2 separate regions of the Mus musculus genome follow, and region 2 is linked to region 1. A link is a contact called in public HiChIP or PLAC-seq data. All regions are on one chromosome and are shown on one strand. Each heading gives the region's core, a stretch centred on a gene start, on an enhancer-like site or on the middle of the called end of the contact. The rest is flanking DNA. Distances are from core to core; before and after follow the strand shown.

Evidence for each region. HiChIP or PLAC-seq counts read pairs in DNA pulled down with a chosen protein or histone mark.
Region 2: a contact with region 1 is called in an H3K27ac HiChIP or PLAC-seq map of microglia, with 7 times the contacts expected there. The contact joins the promoter of Rhov here to the promoter of Plcb2 in region 1. A contact is called at or near these places in 1 of 39 promoter capture datasets (liver) and 3 of 115 datasets of contacts at active chromatin or transcription factors (bone marrow-derived macrophages, memory CD8 T cells and microglia).

What each region holds. Positions count from the first base shown.
Region 1 is chr2:118,726,833-118,730,143 of GRCm38.p6, forward strand. Plcb2 (phospholipase C, beta 2) reads right to left here and starts at 1,606. Exons shown (of 32, transcript NM_177568.2): 1 at 1,406-1,606. The coding sequence starts at 1,489.
Region 2 is chr2:119,269,663-119,272,973 of GRCm38.p6, forward strand. It overlaps Rhov (ras homolog family member V), which reads right to left and starts at 1,564. Exons shown (of 3, transcript NM_145530.2): 1 at 1,254-1,564; 2 at 1,020-1,078; 3 at 1-825. The coding sequence starts at 1,461. The coding sequence ends at 382.

The DNA.
Region 1 (3,311 bases), core at 356-2,855:
CAAAACCTGGTTCATAGGTCATGTGTCCCATGCCTGGGCTTGGGACATTCTTGCTCATGCAAGTCAGAGTTCAGGGACCACACAGCACTCTGGGTTGGGGAAGGGAATTGGTCAACCAGACACACAGGTTGGAGAAAGAATCACATGCCTTATCCCTGATGACCTACAGCCCCCCTCAGGTTATACAGGCTTCCCAGAGGAACTGAGAGAGTCACTTCACTTTTCATTGTGAGTCATTTTCCTCCTTCCATAGACTCTGAGACACGCCACATCACCACCATGTCACCAGCATGCCACCACCATGCCACACCAACCAAAACTTCTAGAGACCAACTTCTAGAGAAACAGAAAGCATTTCATGCCAGGGCCCCATCCCCACAGTTTTGACAGCCAGATGCCTTAACGTAACAAAGCCCTGAAGGGTCTAGCTTCAGACTCCCCTCAGTTCATAGAGAAACTAGACTAGCCAATCCAGGGAGCTGAAGTAATTGTAGGTGACCTCCTAAATGTCATGCGCTGTTGAGAACATCAGGCCTTCCTGAGGCCAGGCTAGAGCACTCTTAAGGAGGCCTATCCCTCTCTGAGTGACAGTTCTCATTTTATTCTTCTTAGACCAAAAGATTCTATGGTTAGTGGCTGTGTCTTCAGCCCAGAAGGACCAGAGACGAGTTAGGAAGGCGCAGACTCTGGGCTGGGGTGCAGATGGTCTTCCCTCCCCGGCCGGATGACAGGTTGGCAGGTAATAGAAGGCTGAGCTGAGCTGAGCCACCATGGGGGAAGCAGAAGTCAGTAAGTTCCTTCTCAGACCCCAGTCTTTGAGCCTCCCGTTTTCAACTGGATCCACGGCCCTTTTGTAACTCTTGCCACAGTAGTAGCTTGAGATAGAATATGGCTTCCCTGGGACAGGACACAGTTTGTTCTGCACACTGGGATGGTGCAGCTGGTTATGGGCCTCCTGCCAGAGCAAATTTGGGGTGTCCGTGCTGGGAAGAGGACCTGACTGACCTCTCTTCCTGATCTCAGCTGAGGTGGGAGGAGAGGGACATGCATTCCCCCTACCAACACTGAAGTTACTAGAAACAAACCTTTATCATCTTCGGGGATTTGAAAAGGGCAAATCAGGTCCAAAGATTTCTGACTCTGACTCCCCCCCACACACACACACAAACACACATAGCCCCCTCTCTTATTCCCAAACACAGAGGCTTCCTTCCCTACAGCAGCCAGGAGCACCCACCCTCACCCCAGACTTGTTTATCTAGATAGACTGTTGTGACAGACACATAGGCGCCTGGGTGCTGGGAAGACATAAACCAACCCTCCGTTCTGCAAAGCTCCCAAGCAGCCCAGCCCCCACCGTCCCGGGGGCTGGGGATTTGAGGGGGGGGAGGCGAACCCTACTCACATCGTCCCACTTGATGAAGCGCTCCCCTTGGCTCAGATATGCCTTCACGTTAGGGGGCAATAGAACAGGGTTGAGCAAAGACATGATGTCAAGTGTCCCTCTTTGGAGAGGTTGGGCAAACCTCTCCAGGGGACAGGAGAAGAGAAGGAAGAAGGGTGAACAGGAGAGGAAGCTTAGGCTAGGCTCACATGGCACCCGCCCAGTACTGGTCCGGAAGTCGGGTGCTCTTATAGCCTGCGGGGTGGCAGTAGCTGGATGCAGGACTCAGAGCTTCAGGCCAGGGCCCAGTTGATCTGCCTTGTAAATCAGCCTCCTCCTCCTCCTCCTCCTGAAGCCGGGGGCTGCAGTAGCTGTTTTGCCCAAGGGGGCTGAGCTCCCCTCCTGGGAGTTCCTCCCCCACCCCCTGCCTCAGCACTTCCTGCTCTGGGCTTCCTTCTCTGGGCTGCTGTGAACTGAGGGGCGGGCTATGAGATCTAGAAATGTTGGGGCCAGGACCCCGTTACAAAGACAGGCTTTACTCAGATTTACACACCCCCCCCCCCCGCCAATGGAAGAAAGTGATATATCATGGAGGGGGGTGGGAGATACCATTCCTGAGCCTTGGGCTGAGGCAAGAACACAAACAGTTCTTTAGGAAAAGGGTCCTCCACAGAGCAGGGGTTCTGTCCTCAGAGGGCGGGATCTGGAAGTGGGAGTCAGGGATGGGCCGGGTCCCAGCTGGCACTGAGTGTTTTGAATAAGCAAAGTCTCTCGGACACCCAGCTCCTCTTTCTCAGTGCTTCCTCCCCATGAAAATGAGAGCCAGGTGAGGCAGTATGCCTCTCACCCATGACACTTCTCTGCATCTTTGAACCTTTCAATGAATACCTAAAAACTCCACTGCCCAGCAGCTGCCTCACAGCCTAAGAGGCCCTTTGCTGCCGCCAGCACTGGAGTGTTCCTTCATGCACTGTGTTGCCTCACACACAGATCCTGGAGGAGAGAGGTTCTGAGAGGCAGACCAGAGCCTGCTCTAGCCCCCTGTTCAGGGTTTAGCCCACTCTAACCCAGTTCGGTTCTAGGTGTTGTGATCCTTACATCGTCCATATCTATCCCAGAGGCTCAGTTCCAGCCCAGCTCAGGCCCCAGTCACTTCCTCTTACCTAATAATGCACTCTTATCAAATGGCTTAGCACCGTTGGGGAGGCTAGAAGCTTAACCCATGATTTCCTTCCCCTCTGAGGCCCTGGCCTTCTGCAACAGGTCCCATCAGGGGTCTGTGTGCCACCCCTGACAACTGTGAACTACCCTCTCCAGGCCCTGGAACTACTGGCTAGGAGCCAGTGCATGAGAGTAGGGGCGGGCAAGAGAGAACAGGTTTAGATGAACAGGTTAGTTAGGGTTAGTGAGAATCAAAAGGTAAACTGTGGGTCTCTGGCACTAGAGGGATGGGGTCAGGAGTTCAAGACTAGGCTACAAGAGAGCCTGCCCACCTCCCACCCCACCCCCAATAAAAGTAGTGAACTTCTCAAAGAAAGCTAGCTTAGAAATTAATTGTCCCCAGAAAAGCAATTCTAAGACCAGATCTGAATGAACGGCCTGGAAACCGGCTCCCAAACTCCTGCAGGTGACAGGTGTTCCAACCCCTCCCTCAGTGTCTCTCCTCAAGCCCTGCCTTCAGCCTTGGATCTCCCTGGGAGACTCCTGGGAGCCCCTGCACATCTGGCTGTCTCTGTGGGATCAGGTTTCCTGTCTGTTTGAATGAATTTTGCAAGGGAAATCCCTGCCCCTTCCCAAAGCCTACACCTGTCACCTGCACGGAGCTAGTCCCCATTTCCAAGTTCCTCCTTCCTGTCTTGCCTGCAGCCATAGGCCTGGAAGAAAGCCTAGAAGGGAGGAGGGGTGTCTCTGTTCCTCCTTCAAAGAA
Region 2 (3,311 bases), core at 314-2,813, 540 kb after region 1:
TGTTCTCCTTGATCCTCGCACTGTGCTAGGAGAGGGGGATGACCCCGAGGGGCCTGCATTCAGCCAAACTGACCTGTGGCCCCAGGATAAGAAACTGAGAATTACATCCCAAGCTGCTCAGCAGCACTGACGCTGATGGCGCTATCCCATGAAAATCAAAGTGCTGGGATTTTCCTGTGAGTCTTGACCAAAGAAATCCAAATGGGGCAGCCCCTGCACAGACAGAGCTCACCCTGGCTCACCAGGGTGTACAGCTTTGAGGCCCATGTGCCCTGTGTTCAATAGAGAACTGAGTTCCAGGGGTTGGCCAGGCCCTGCCAGTACCCGATGTCTCGGGGTCCAGAAGTCTCAGGCCACCCGCCTATCTCTTGCCATAGCTGCTCACACAAAGCAGAAGAACTTCTTCCAGCGACAGCGAGACAGCGTGCGCACACCTTTTGCGTTCAGTTTCTTCTCCAGACGGGCTTTGTGCTCAATCGCACTGAGAATGGCCGAGTCGAACACCTCCTTCAAGTTCTTCTGCGTCAAGGCCGAGCACTCAAGGTAGCAGCAGGCGCGGATCTTCTCAGCCAGACCCTGGGCTTGGGGTTGTGGTACTGGGCCCTCCCGGCCTCCTTGGTCCAACTGAATTAGTACATTGACATCGTCCCTTAGGTCAGCCTGAGTGCCCACCAGCAACACGGGTGCTTGGGGGTTGTGAGTGCGGATCTCAGGCAGCCATTTTTCTGTTATGTTTTGGAAGGAGCTGGGCTGCACCACGCTGAAGCAAGCCAGAAAGACATCGGTGTCCGGGTAGCAGAGAGAACGAAGCCGGTCAAAGTCCTCCTGGGGTGGCAAGGCTAGTTGTTAGCAACATCATTCCCTCCACATTGGAACCAGAATCTGCTTCTCCCTTGGGGGTGGAGACCTAAAAGTGCTAAAGCCCAAAGCCTATTCCATTCCCACTCCACGCAGGGATCCTCCCAGCCTCCAACCCTCTCCAACCCCTTGCCCAAGGAAGGCTACACCCAGGTTCTCACCTGCCCTGCGGTGTCCCAAAGCTCGATTCGCACAGGGGCTCCATCGACCAGGACTTGCACTGCAGAGGTGGGGAGGGGAAAGCATGACTTAGGCACAGCATCCTCGTCCCTCCTGCAGGCCTCACCAGCGCCACCTCCGGGCCTGCTCCCGGGGTCTTCCGTACCCTCCCGCCAGCAGGCTACTGAATGCACAACCCTTCCCATCCTCAGGGGCCCCGGGGCTATAGAACATACCGGAGAAGGTGTCTAGTGCTGTAGGCCGATAGCGCGCGGGGTACCCATTGCAGGTGTAGCTGACGATGAGGCTGCTCTTGCCCACCGCGCCATCGCCCACCAGCACGCATTTGATGCCCAGCTCCGGAGGGGCGCTGCGCCGCCGCGGAGGAGGGGTCGAGGCCGGGAGAGGCGGTGGCTCGGCCTCGCTTAGCTCCCGCGGCGGCATGGTCCGCTCCTGGGGTAGCAGAGGGGCCAGCCCGGACCAGGCTCCGCGGCACTCGGGGAAGCAGGTTCCGCAGCCGGACGCTGACAATCTGTCCAAGCTGGGCACGCCCGCTAGAGGCTGACAGAAGGTATATAAGTTGGGTCCCGCCCACCTCATCTGCATGTCCCTAGTGCCCCGGACCCCGCCCACCGACCTGGAGCCTCCCTCTGCAGAACACCCAGAAAAAAAACCAAGCATCCAGAAAAGAAAGGAATATGAAAACCAGGCTCCACGAAGGTACAAGGACAAAGACCGGGCATATGATATTTTGGTAAATCCACAATTTATTGTTAGTAGGAAGATGCAGCTACAGAATCCATAATACTGCATGTTCAAATTAAACACATCACATTCATCTCTTCTAAGTTAGTAACACACACACACACACACACACATATATATATATGTATATATATACATATATATATATATATATATATATATATGTACAAGTACTAAACATCAGAATAGTAATTTTACTAATAAACTATTTTGTTAATATACTGAGATTGAAGCTGAGAATGTAGCTCAGAGTGCTTGCCTAGCATATAAAGTCCTGGGTCTGATCCTAGTACTGGCTTGGCGGTGCATTCCTCTAACCCCAGCACCCTAGAAGGATCACAAGTTCAAGGCCATCTTCTGTGATACAGAGTCAGATGGACTATAATGTGAGACCCTGTCTCAAATAAACAAATACCATGGCATGGGGCTGGTCCACATCTTTATTCCCAGCACTGGGGTGGCAGGAACAGAGGGAGGAGCAGAGAGAGGCATAAGGATCTTGTGTGTTTGAGGCCAACTTGGTCTACATAGTAAGTTCTAGGCCAGTTAGGACTAGAGTGAAACTCTGTCTCAAAACAAAGAAACAAAAATATATACACATACATATATTATAGGGGCTGGTGATGTCATCTATGGTAGAGTGCCTGTCGAGCCCTATGTAATGTCTAGCTACACACACACACACACACACACACACACACGTATACACACACAACACACACACACATATAAATGGGCTGGAGAGATGACCGATGGCCAATGAACTTCTATACAGATAGAATAGCCATTCAGACAAAAGGTGTGGAACTTCACAATGGATTTTATACTGTCATTATCAAATATATTTTGAATATTTTTTTAAAGATTTATTTATTTATTTATTTATTTATTTATTTATTTATTTATTTATTTATTATACATAAGTACACTGTAGCTGTCCTCAGACACTCCAGAAGAGGGAGTCAGATCTCGTTACGGATGGTTGTGAGCCACCATGTGGTTGCTGGGATTTGAACTCCGGACCTTTGGAAGAGCAGTCGGATGCTCTTACCCACTGAGCCATCTCACCAGCCCTATTTTGAATATTTTTAAAGACTTATTTTTATGTGTATAGGTGTCTTGTCTGCATGTATGTCTATGTACCACATGTATGCAGTACCCAAGAAGACCAGAATAGAATGTCAGATTCCCTGGAACTGGAGTTACAAAAGGTTGTTAGCAGTTATAAAGTACTTGGAACCAAACTCATGTCCTCTGCAAGAGCAACAAGTGTTCTTAACTGCTGGGACATTTCTTCAGTACCCATACCATACATTTGAATATTTATAAATTCCCCAAATACCTACTATTGTCCTTTTTAAGTAATGATTTTACTTGTAATGAAGTGTATCTTACATGGGCATGAATATGTGCCTGTGAGTACAGTGCTGACGAGACCAAAAAGAGCCTGGGACCCCCTGAAGCTTGAGTTACATAGAGCTATGCAGCTGCCTGCTGAGTGCTAGGAACAGAACTCAGGTCCTCTACAA